Regions from separate parts of the Macaca mulatta genome. Here region 1 is linked to region 2. A link is a contact called in public Hi-C data. All regions are on one chromosome and are shown on one strand. The core of a region is the stretch at or near the end of the contact, and the rest is flanking DNA. Distances in the headings are between cores, read along the strand shown.

What was found. A called contact is a pair of places that touch in the nucleus more often than the background predicts.
Region 1: a contact with region 2 is called in a Hi-C map of liver, with 1.8 times the contacts expected there. The contact joins the promoter of CLHC1 here to the promoter of MTIF2 in region 2. A contact is called at or near these places in 2 of 14 Hi-C or Micro-C datasets (blood and liver).

Annotation. Positions count from the first base shown.
Region 1 is chr13:69,385,277-69,390,923 of T2T-MMU8v2.0, reverse strand. CLHC1 (clathrin heavy chain linker domain containing 1) reads right to left here and starts at 3,683. Exons shown (of 12, transcript XM_077959613.1): 1 at 3,552-3,683. RPS27A (ribosomal protein S27a) reads left to right here and starts at 3,741. Exons shown (of 6, transcript XM_015112376.2): 1 at 3,741-3,768; 2 at 3,868-3,932; 3 at 4,411-4,465; 4 at 5,158-5,243. The coding sequence starts at 3,885.
Region 2 is chr13:69,348,005-69,353,677 of T2T-MMU8v2.0, reverse strand. It overlaps MTIF2 (mitochondrial translational initiation factor 2), which reads right to left and starts at 3,292. Exons shown (of 17, transcript XM_077959598.1): 1 at 3,262-3,292; 2 at 2,699-2,788; 3 at 2,390-2,441; 4 at 462-529.

The sequences.
Region 1 (5,647 bases), core at 2,434-4,933, 37 kb before region 2:
TGGCTGAGGTATGAGAATCGTTTGAACCAGGGAGGCGGAGGTTGCAGTGGGCTGAACTTATACCACTGTAATACAGCCTGGGTGACAGACGAAGACTCCATCTCAAAAAAAAAAAAAAAAAAGAAAAAAATTATAGATAGATAGATAGATAGATAGATAGATAGATAGATAGATAGAAAGAAAGAAATATAGTATGGCAGATGGGGGTTAAGTTGTATGAAGAAAAATAAAACAAGGTATGGGGCATAGAGAGTAAGGAAGGTGGCAGGATGCTATTTTCTATAAGGGCAGTAAGTCATGACAGACAAAAGACCTCACTGATAAGGTGACATTTCAGAAATCTGAAAACAGCAGGTCATGTAGATTCCTGGGAGATGAGTGGTTGAGGCAAAGACAGTAGCCAGTCCAAAGGCCTCAGGGTGAGAATGAACATTTGAGGAACAGCAAGAGAGCCCGTGGGGCTAGAAGAGAATGAGAAAAGGAGAGAAGAGATGAGGTCAGAGAGGTAACTGCCAGATTATGTAGGATGTAGGGTCTTGAGGGCAGAACTACTATCAGCCCAGGGGGTATCTTTGTGCGGTTTAGAAAAAGAGGTCCCTTCTCTGGGCAGACTTGGCAAGAGGAGCAACACTGGACTGTGGCCTCTACTTGTTCCAGCGCTGGAGCAACAGCCTCAGTTGTAGGAATTTAGGCTTTCCTCTGAGTGAGATGCGAAGCCTTTAGAGGCCTGTGTGCAGAAGAGTGACAGCTGACTTAACATGTTAAATAATTGTTCTTGGCCAGGCATGGTGGCTCATTCCTATAATCCCAGCACTTTGGGAGGCCGAGGCGGGCAGATCACCTAAGTTCAGGAGTTTGAGACCAGCCTGACCAACATGGAGAAACCCTGTCTCTACTAAAAATACACCATTAGCTGGGCATGGTGGTGCATGCCTGTAATCCCAGTTACTGGGGAGGCTGAAGCAGGAGAATCACTTGAACCTGGGAATCGGAGGTTTCGGTGAGCCAAGATTGTGCCATTGCACTCCACCCTGGGCAGCAAGAGTGAAACTCTGTCTCAAAAAAAAAAAAAAGAAAAATTTTGTTCTTGTTGTTCTGTGGAAAACAGATTATAGGACGCAAGGGTCAAAGTTGGAAATACTGTTAGGAGGCTACTGCAATCAATAATCAAGGCAAAAGATGATGGTAGCTTGAATCAGGTTGGTAACAATGGAGGTAGTGGGAAGTGTTCTGCATATATTTTGAAAATAAGGCCAAGATCAGCCAAGGTAGGTAAGATGTGGGATATAAAAGAGCAGTCAAGGATGACCATAAAGTTTTTGGCCTTAGTGACTGGAGAAATGGGAATTGCTATATATAAAGATGGGAAGAGCAATTTCATGAAATTAACCGTTTGGGGCCTGTCCATTAGAGATGTTGAGTACGTAGCTGGATATGTGAATATGAAGTTGAGGTAAGTGGTCTGAGTGACAGATAAGTTTATGAGTCATTTGCATATGATGACTTTAAAAGTTATTAAACAAAATGAGATAACCAAGAAAATGCAGACAAAGCAGAGGTCCAAAGACTGGGTCTTGGGGATACTCCATGGTTAGAGGTCTGGCAGATCAAAAGGAAGCAGCAAATGAGCCTGGAAAAGAGCCTCCAGGGTGGCAGAAAAACACAAAGAGGGGAAGTCAGGTAAAGAAAGGGTTTCAAAAAGAGATGGAATGAGCAACTGTGTCAAATACTGCTGACAGATCAAATAAGATGAAATCACCATTGAATTTAGCAACATGGAGGTCATTAGTGACCATTACAAGAGCTATCCCATCAGAATGGTGGGGACAAAAGCCTGACAGGAGTGGGTTCAGACAACAGAAGGGAAAGATTAGAGACAATGTGTACAAGCAACTCTGGGAAATTTTGTTGTAGAGACTAGTTGGCCGACTGGTATGAAAAATGTTCCAGAAGGCAGGGCGTGGTGGCTCACGCCTGTAATCCCAGCACTTTGGGAGGCCGAGGTGGGTGAATCATTTGAGGTCAGGAGTTAGAGAACAGCCTGGCCAACATGGTGAAACCCCATCTCTACTAAAAATACAAAAAGTAGCCGGGTATGGTGGTGGGTGCCTGTAATCCCAGCTACTCGGGAGACTGAGGCAGGAGAATTGCTTGAACCTGAGAGGCGGAGTTTGCAGTGAGCTGAGACCGCGCCACTGCACTCCAGCCTGGGCGACAGAGCGAAATTCCGTCACACACACACGCCCACACCCACGCACAAAAAAAAAAAAAAAAAAAAAAAAAGGAAAAAGGAAAAACATTCCAGGAAGAAGAAATGATCGGAATCTTCAGAAATGCCAAAACACGGGAGAGCATAAGTCAGGAAATTAAATTAGCTTCATTTACTAAAATGTAGAGTAATGGGTTTAGCAGATTGGGTTGTAAGGAAGGCAGAGGCTGCATGTCATTCTGAGAGATTTGAATTGTATCCTGAAGGTGAGGTATTTTAAGTAGAATAATAACACACATTTACCTTTCAGAATGAATATTTTGGAGGCAATAGTGAAGGGGGGTTAGAAAGGAGAAAAGACTGGAGAGAGATAAAGAGTTACATACGGAACCCCTACAAGAGAAAATGAAAGTCTGAATTTGGGGATGGGGTCGCAGGCGGTAGAGGATGAAGAAATAAATACAGAAGACATTAAGAAGGTTCCTTAGAAAGGACTCTGTGGTTTGTGGAGTGGAGAAAGGACAGGGGGAACTTGCTTCTAATTGGCCTCCTTGCCGGAAGGGCACCAGATACATATCCCCAAAACTTCCTCTCAGATCCAAGACTCCCAAAGTCCAAATTTGGAAATTCTACAACTAAATAACCATTCTGCAGGTTTCTTTTCCGTACGGCTTCACTTTAAAATTTGAAAACTCCTGAGATTTTTAAACATATTAAAGCTTGTCACACTAAGGAGTGACACACAATACTCAGACTCTTCTTCCCTAGGCTGGGAGAGACTTGGCGGTTGAAAGCAGGGAGGGGCTACAGGCGAGAAAGGGCTGAACCCCCGCTTCCGAAGATTTCACCTATTTTTCAGTTTGCCTGGAGCAGGCCATGCAGATTCCCTTCCCTTGGAGGCCCAGGGAGCGGCTGGTAGATCGCTGATTCTCTGCCCCTCACCGCTTCTGCAAGTGGGTGAAGGACACCTTTCGTGCCCCGCACTCTCGGCCCGCCCCTTAACCTTTCTTCCTAGTCACTTCCGGCCCGTTTCCACGCTCCGGAAACCATTATTCCGCTTCATCCTCCCTCCAGTCCTCACCTGAGTCCCTTTCTCCAAACACCGACTTTAGTGCTTAGAGATAGTAACTAGGGAATCTGGGAGGCGGAACTGCATCTTGGGACAAGTAGTCCAAGGTAGAAGAAAGCAGTGGAGAACTACAATTCCCAGAATACACTTCCATTTCCTACCTCTTCCCCAATGAGGCCCCCCTCGACCCACCTCCTTTTAAAAATTCTCTTAGCCACGTTGACTGCACGGGAAAAACCTTTTTAAAACATTTTTTACGTTGCTTAAACCTACCATTTCGAAAGCATTCCGAAGGCTAAAGTGAGAAATAAGCCCCGGTTAGGGAGAGGAGAAACGAGTTTCACGTCCTGGTCTAGCACCGGGTTGGATTGTCGCTGGGATGGCAGTCAGGCATTTGGTGTGGTCGCCTAAGGGGTGGGTCTTTCGGCTGGGGCGCCGGGAAACCCCGTGGGCCTGCGCGGCGTTCTTCCTTTTCGATCCGCCATCTGCGGTGAGTGTCTGCTCTTCGGCTGCTCTGGGGCTAGCGCCCTATGCCGCCTTCTGTTGTGATCCCTGACCTAACCCATCTCTTCCTTTTTCCCAACCTCAGGTGGAGCCGCCACAAAAATGCAGATTTTCGTGAAAACCCTTACGGGGAAGACCATCACCCTCGAGGTACGGGCCAGGTGGTCATGAGGAAGCCAGGGTCCGAATAAGGTCCTGAGGTGGATTTTAGGACCGGCGCTGCTTTCCATGACTTAGACAATGATTCCGAATTTGGATTCTAAAACTTAAGCTTTGAAATGAGTTTTTTTTGCTGAGCAACGGCCTCAAGGTGATTTTCGGTGGCCAAAGGCGGGCCTCTCACCTCTCGAGGGGTGCCAGCTAGTTAAAACGGAGGAGCTGCGCCGGGTAACTACCCCCGCCGGGCGCGAGCACGTGTGGCCCTGTGGCGGCCGCCCGCCCTGGGCTGGGGAGATGAAGGTGCTTTCCGGTAGCCGATTTGGGAGGTTGCCCACTGGGTGGGTAATAGGTCTCTTGAGTAGGTTTCAGCCCTGTCGCCGGTTCGGTTCAGTGGTAATTGTCAAACTAAATGAGTTCTGCTGTAGTTCCGTAATGTGTAAGCAACATACTTTCATTTTAACATTCATAGGTTGAACCCTCGGATACGATAGAAAATGTAAAGGCCAAGATCCAGGATAAGGAAGGCAAGTAATATTTTGTAGTTAAGAAAACTTAACCTGTGGAGACTTCAGCCTACTTGTAGGTGCTACACATATCTGCTCATGGTGAGGGGGGGAAGGGCAGATTGACAAAGCAAAATACTTGGGAAATAACACAATAAATGTTTGTGATCGGGGAGCACAGTCCCTAGATTGGAATCCTTAAGGTGTATTTCACTTGTGTGAATTTGGACACTTACTTATTTTGTGTGAGATGGGAGTCTTCTCTGTCGCCCAGGCTGGAGTGTATTGGCTCGTCCCGGCTCATTGCAGCCTCCGCCTCCCGGGTTCAAGTGATTCTTGTGCTTCAGCCTCCCTAGTAGTGGGGATTACAGGCGTGCAGCACCACGCCCGGCCAATTTATTGTATATTTAGTAGAGACTGCGTTTCACCATGTTGGCCAGGCTGGTCTGGAACTCCTGACCTCAAGTGATCCCCCCACCTCGGCCTCCCAAAGTGTTGGCATTACAGGCGTGAGCCACTGCAGAAGCCCAGTATTGTCCCTAAGATTAAATGCAGTAAAACGTGATGTGTAAAGATTTAGAACCATGCCTAACCTCTAGTAAGGGCTTATGGTCAGCTGTTAGTACCATGTATTTGATTAAGGGTGTTACCTTATAAATCTGGAGCACATCACAGGCTTCGTGTGCTGTGACTTCTTGTTTTTTTCTTATTAGGAATTCCTCCTGATCAGCAAAGACTGATCTTTGCTGGCAAGCAACTGGAAGATGGACGTACTTTGTCTGACTACAATATTCAAAAGGTCTGTCTAGGGGAAGAGCAGCCTCTTAAAAAAATGTTATTTTGGAAATTTTTTATTTTACTTTTTTTGAGACAGGCTCTGACTTTGGCACAGTCACTGAAGCCTCTATCTCTCAGACTCAGGTGGTCCTCTCACCTTAACCTTCTGTAGTTGGACCTATAGGCACACACCACCATGCCCAGGCTGGTCTCAAACTCCTGGGCGCAAGTGATCTTCCCACTGTGGCCTCCCAGCGCTGGGATTACAGACGTGAGCCACTCCATGTGGTGTATTTTGGACATTTTGACACGCAAAAGGGGAGAATGGCATTAGATTAGCAGTAGATTTTTAGGTAACTCCTATACTGATACTTGAGAAGCGCTACTGTAGTTTTTCCCATTATGAATTTTGCAAGTTGCATCCCA
Region 2 (5,673 bases), core at 2,043-4,542:
ATAGTTCTTTTCCTCCCAGTGGCCTCTACTGCCTCTGCTCTCAAGACTGCATTTCTATGGCTTTGCTTTTCAGTTTTTAGGGGCAGGAACGACAAAAACAATGTAAAAAGAACACGTTTTCCGGCCGGGTATGGTGGCTCATACCTGTAATTCCAGCACTTTGGGAGGCCAACGTGGGCAGATCACCTGACATCAGGAGTTTGAGACTGCCTGGCCAACGTGGTGAAACCCCGTCTCTAATAAAAATACATATAAAGCTATCTTGAACAAAATTATAAACTTTTACAAAGTTTTAAAATTTTTGGCCAGGCACAGTGGCTCATGCCTGTAATCTCAGCACTTTGGGAGACCAGGGTGGACCAGGGTGACCAAGGCAGGCAGGTCATTTGAGGTCAGGAGTTCGACACCAGGCTGACTGATGTGGTGAAACCCCATCTCTGTTAAAAATTCAAAAAAATTACCTGGACGTGGTGGCACATGCCTGTAGTCCCAGCTACTCGGGAGGCTGAGGCAGGAGAATCGCTTGAACCTGGGAGACAGAGGTTGCAGTGAGCCGAGATTGCACCACTGTACTCCAGCCTGGGAGACAGAGCGTGACTCTGCCTCAAAAAAAAAATTTTTTTTAAATGATTTCTCTTATAATATGGCATTTCTACAGTATGCTTATATTTTATATTTATATACAACATATATATTATATATTTATATTTTCTACTAGATATTCTTTAAAATTGTTCACAAATGATAATAGTTATTTGATGTGACCAAAGAAATCAAGGCTCTGGACGGGTGATCTTTGCTAGATAACTAGACATTAAATGTTACATTTCTTTCTTTCTTTTTTTTTTTTTTTGAGATGGAGTCTCCCTCTGTTGCCCATGCTGGAGTTCAGTGGTGTGATCTCAGCCCACTGCAACCTCTGACTCCCGGGTTGAGCGATTCTCCAGCCTTAGCCTCCCAAGTAGCTTGAACTACAGGTGTGCGCCACTGTGTCCAGCTAATTTTTGTATTTTTAGTGGATGCCAGGTTTTACCGTGTTAGCCAGGCTAGTCTCAAACTCCTGACCTCAGGTGATCCACCTGCCTCAGCCTCCCAAAATGCTGGGATTACAGGTGTGAGCCACCATGCCTAGCCTAAATGTTACATTTCAACCAATCTTTCCAAAGTGTATTTTATGGTTCTAACATAGTAAATTTATGGTTCTGACATGGTAAATAGAATATACTGAAATTTTTTTTTTGAGATGGAGTTTTGCTCGTCGCCCAGGCTGGAGTGCAATGGTGCAATCTCGGCTCACTGCAACCTCCACCTCCTGGGTTCAAGGGATGCTCCTGCCTCAGCCTCCCAAGTAGCTGGGATTACAGGCGCCTGCCAGCACAGCCGGCTAATTTTTTTGTATTTTTAGTAGAGACAGGGTTTCACCATGTTGGTCAGGCTGGTCTTGAACTCCTGACCTCAGGTGATCCACCCACCTTGGCCTCCCAAAGTGCTGAGATTACAGGCGTAAGCCACCGCGCCTGGCCTATATTGAATACTTTTTAAAAGAAAGAAAATAAATGGTAACTGAAACAAGCACAGTATAGTGAAGAAATTATCTTATTGGGCAACAAAGGAAACTTAGCTGGACACTCACTCTGATAGTAAGTGTTATCTGGACTCAGCAAGTCACTTGTTTCCTATGGGCCTCATTTTCTGGATCTCTGTTAATAAATAAATAAATAAATAAGTGTTTGAATATCTGTCCTTCCTATTACAAGACTATGAGGACAAAATGGGATGATGTAAAGACTTTATCATCAGCTATTTTAAAACCATATCACACGTTTCAGTATTGGCTTATAAGCTTTGAGGATTCATTGCTTATAAGTTAAAAATATTCACAAGTCATTAACTTGTTTACCTTCGGACAATTAAGAGGTTATGTATGTGTGTGTAATCGAGCAAGCATTTTACCTTAAAAGGCTTACTCAAGTAAAGATCAAGGAAAAATCTGACTTAATGCCAACGAAATAAACACATTAAGATTTAGAAATTCAGGCCGGGCGTGGTGGCTCATGCCTGTAATCCTAGCACTTTGGGAGGCCGAGGCGGGCGGATCACCTGAGGTCATGAGTTCAAGAGCCTGGCCAACGTGGTGAAACCCCATCTCTACTAAAAGTACAAAAATTAGCCGGGCGTGGTGGTGGGCGCCTGTAATCTCAGCGACTTGGGAGACAGAGGCAGGAGAATCGCTTGAACCCAGGAGGCAGATTGCAGTGAGCCGAGATCGCGCCACTGCACTCCAGCCTGGGCGACAGAGTGAGACTCTGTCCAAAGGAAAAAAAAAAAAATTTGGAAATTCATTCAATAGTATTTACACACATTAAATACTTTTAAGAATGGCACATACTTACTGTTGTGCCCCTGGACCAAAAGTAGAGTGCTCGGGAAACACAGGATTCCTTGAGAAAATAATTTTTAAACGAGTATGAAACCAGATTCGAGAAGAGCACAGATTAAGGGAATGGGAGGAAGGACACTACAAGATATTAACCAAAGCACAGATATGTAATTGAGGCAGAAACTGGAAAGACATATTGGAGGCAATAACCCAAATGTCAAAACTGGAAGGAAATTTGTCACTTATTCCAAGCTCCTCATTTTACAGAAAAGGAAACGTAAATCCATAGTGGTCAAAAAGGCGTCTCCAGTGTCATACCGCTAGTTAATGGCAGTCAAGACTAGAACCCAGACGTTCTGACTCCCAGTAAGGTGGTGTTTGGTCACTAGGATATTCTTGTCAAGGAATCTGAAAAAAGTATGTTGCAAATACGTAGTTACGTTAGTGGAAATATCTGAAAGTGAGCTGGAAGCTTTCGAACTTACCTGAAAGGTAAAAATAAATCACTGCAGAAAAATTACGAAACTGGGGTGGCTTCGCCTCAAATTGGAGCCCAGAAGGCCTTGGGCCCATGGGAGGCTGGGACTTGAGGACCTGCGCCCGCAGCGGCGCCCGAAGAGGGGAAGCCGGCCGGCCGCTTCCGAGAGAACAGAGCACATGCCTTCGTGAATGCTTAACGTGGGCTTACGCAGGGATTAAACGCATCTTGAAAAGCCTTCCGAACGCACAATGTTTATGAGTTCGCGTGATTTGTGCCACTGACACGTTAGGCGAAACAACACACACCACCCACACCGGACAACCCTGGTTAAGGGACCCTACCCACTTAACTCCTACCTACTGTCCCGGGCCCCTGGGTTCTGAGCACGGGTGGAGCTCACCTTCCGCACCCGGAAGAATGGTCGGTAAGTCAGTCCGTCCCCGCTACGGTCCCCGCCGGGCTTCCGGTCCCGCTGGAAAAGGTTCTTTCCGGAATTCAGAAGAGTCGCGGTAGCCGCCCGGGGTGGGACTGTTTGCGGTGTTCGCAGCGGGCGTCCAGCCTGGGAGGCGCTCGTTCAACCTGTGGCTCCTCCCAGGGTCAGCCGTGCGTGGTGAATCGTTTCTGCAGGTCCCTTCCATTTCTTGTTTTCCTTTCCTTTCTTTCTCTCTTTCCTTTTTCTCTTTCTGTCCCTCTCGTTTCTTTCCTTACTTCCTTCATTTCTTCCTTCCTTTCTTTCCTCTTCCTTCCTTTCCGTTTTTCGCTTTTTTTTTTTTTTTAAGAAAACTGCCTTTATTCAATTAGAAGTTGGAAAAATTAACTGATACAGAAAAAAAGTGTAATCAGCTGGAGAAAAAAGTGCCACCCATGAGAACTGATGGCTCCTCTGGGAGGGAATCTGGATACAATGAGGGTTTCTAGGAAGCAAATTACTTCTACTCTGGGGCTCTGTGTGGCCTCGGTGGTGCTTGCACTCGAGGAAACGTTAAATGGAGAACTGTGGGAGAAATGATACCTCCTTCAAAGATACGTGTTCCTAACAAGAAGGAAAAAAGAAATGCAAGGAAACAGTGGCCGTAGAACCAGTTAGTATTGTGCGAACAGTACTTTCTCTTTTTTCGGAAGTCAGCTTGTATGTATGGCATTTGGAGTAATAGAGTCAGAGTGTCTGATTTCCTATCCCAGCTCATTTCTAGTGTGTGGTTGGGGATGTCTTGTCAACTGTCCATGTCCCAGTTTGTTCATCTACATTATAGTAATGACAGTAGCTAGTTCACAGGATTGTAATACGGTTTTTGTTTTGTTTTTGTTTCTTTTTGTTTTTGAGACGGAGTTTCTCTCTTGTTGCCCAAGCTGGAGTGCAATGGCGCGAACTCAGCTCACCGCAACCTCTGCCTCCTGCGTTCAAGCAATTGTCCTGCCTCAGCCTCCCGAGTAGCTGGGATTACAGGCATGCGCCACCACGTCTGGCTAATTTTGTGTTTTTAGTAAAGACGGAGTTTCTCCATGTTGGTCAGGCTGGTCTCGAACTCCGTATCTCAGGTGATCCGCCCACATCGGCCTCCCAAAGTGCTGGGATTACAGGCGTGAGCCCCCGCTCCCAGACTGTTTTTTGTTTTTTTGAGACAGTCTCACTGTGTCGCCCAAGCTGGAGCTCAATGGCGCGATCTCGGCTCATTGCAACCAACCTCCGCCTCCTGGGTTCAAGTGATTCTCCCCCCTCAGCCTCTTGCTTGGCTGAGATTACAGGCGCACACCACCACACCCTGCTAATTCACCATGTTGGCCAGGCTGGTCTGGAACTCCTGGCCTCAGGTGACTGCCCACCTCAGCCTCCTAAAGTGCTGGGATTACAGGCATGAGCTGCTGCGCCCGGCTGTAATAAGCTTTTAATGGGTTGATAAACTGTTGATAAATAGTGCCTGGTTCATAGTAAGTGTTTGCTGTTATGGTTATTACAGCCTGCCCCCAGAGCTTTCCCTCACCTTGCTTGGACATTATGTCTTTCAGCTGGTCCTTTTGACCACAACCATCACCACCTCTCAAATATAAATATTGTTTTATTATCTGTGTCTTTTGGTAAAAGGAATTTGAGAAGAAAACAAAATCAATCAATTAATCTTTGTCTTTAAGATCTACCACTCCCCTAGGTAATTGGTATTGTACAGAAGTTCATTACTCAAAAGCATACTTGCCATCATCTTACCTCCTAACTCATGCCCCCATCCCAACCTACCACCCTCTTTTTTTCCCCCACCTTCCCAATGCCTACTACAAAGGTGTGCAATCGGTGTTACTGAATGATTTAATGCAAACTTCTCTCCTGGACATTTTTTTTTTTCTTTTTTTGAGATAGGATCTCACTCTGTGGCGCAGGTTGAATGGCACAATCTCAGCCCACTGCAGCCTCCGCCTCCCACGTTCAAGCGATTCTCCTGCCTCAGCTTCCAGGTAGCTGGGATTACAGGTGTCTGCCACCATGCCCGGCTAATTTTTTTGTATTTTTAGTACAATTGGCCTGCCCAGTTTTGAACTCCTGACCTCAAGTGATCCGCCCGCCTCGGCCTCCCAAAGTGCTAGAATTCCAGGTGTGAGCCACTGCACTGGGCCTGGAAATTTTTTTTAAGTGAACCTAACAACACTTGAAAACTATTGAAGTTTATTCCAATCGCTATCATTTTACCTACCGCTCTCAGATATCTACTGAAGTTTAATTTGTGTGAGAAGTAATTCTTTGCTGTCTTACTTGCCTTGCAAGGCAGTTGAGAAACAACCAGAAATCAGTTGGTAAACCATCAAAGTAGTTGCCAGGTCA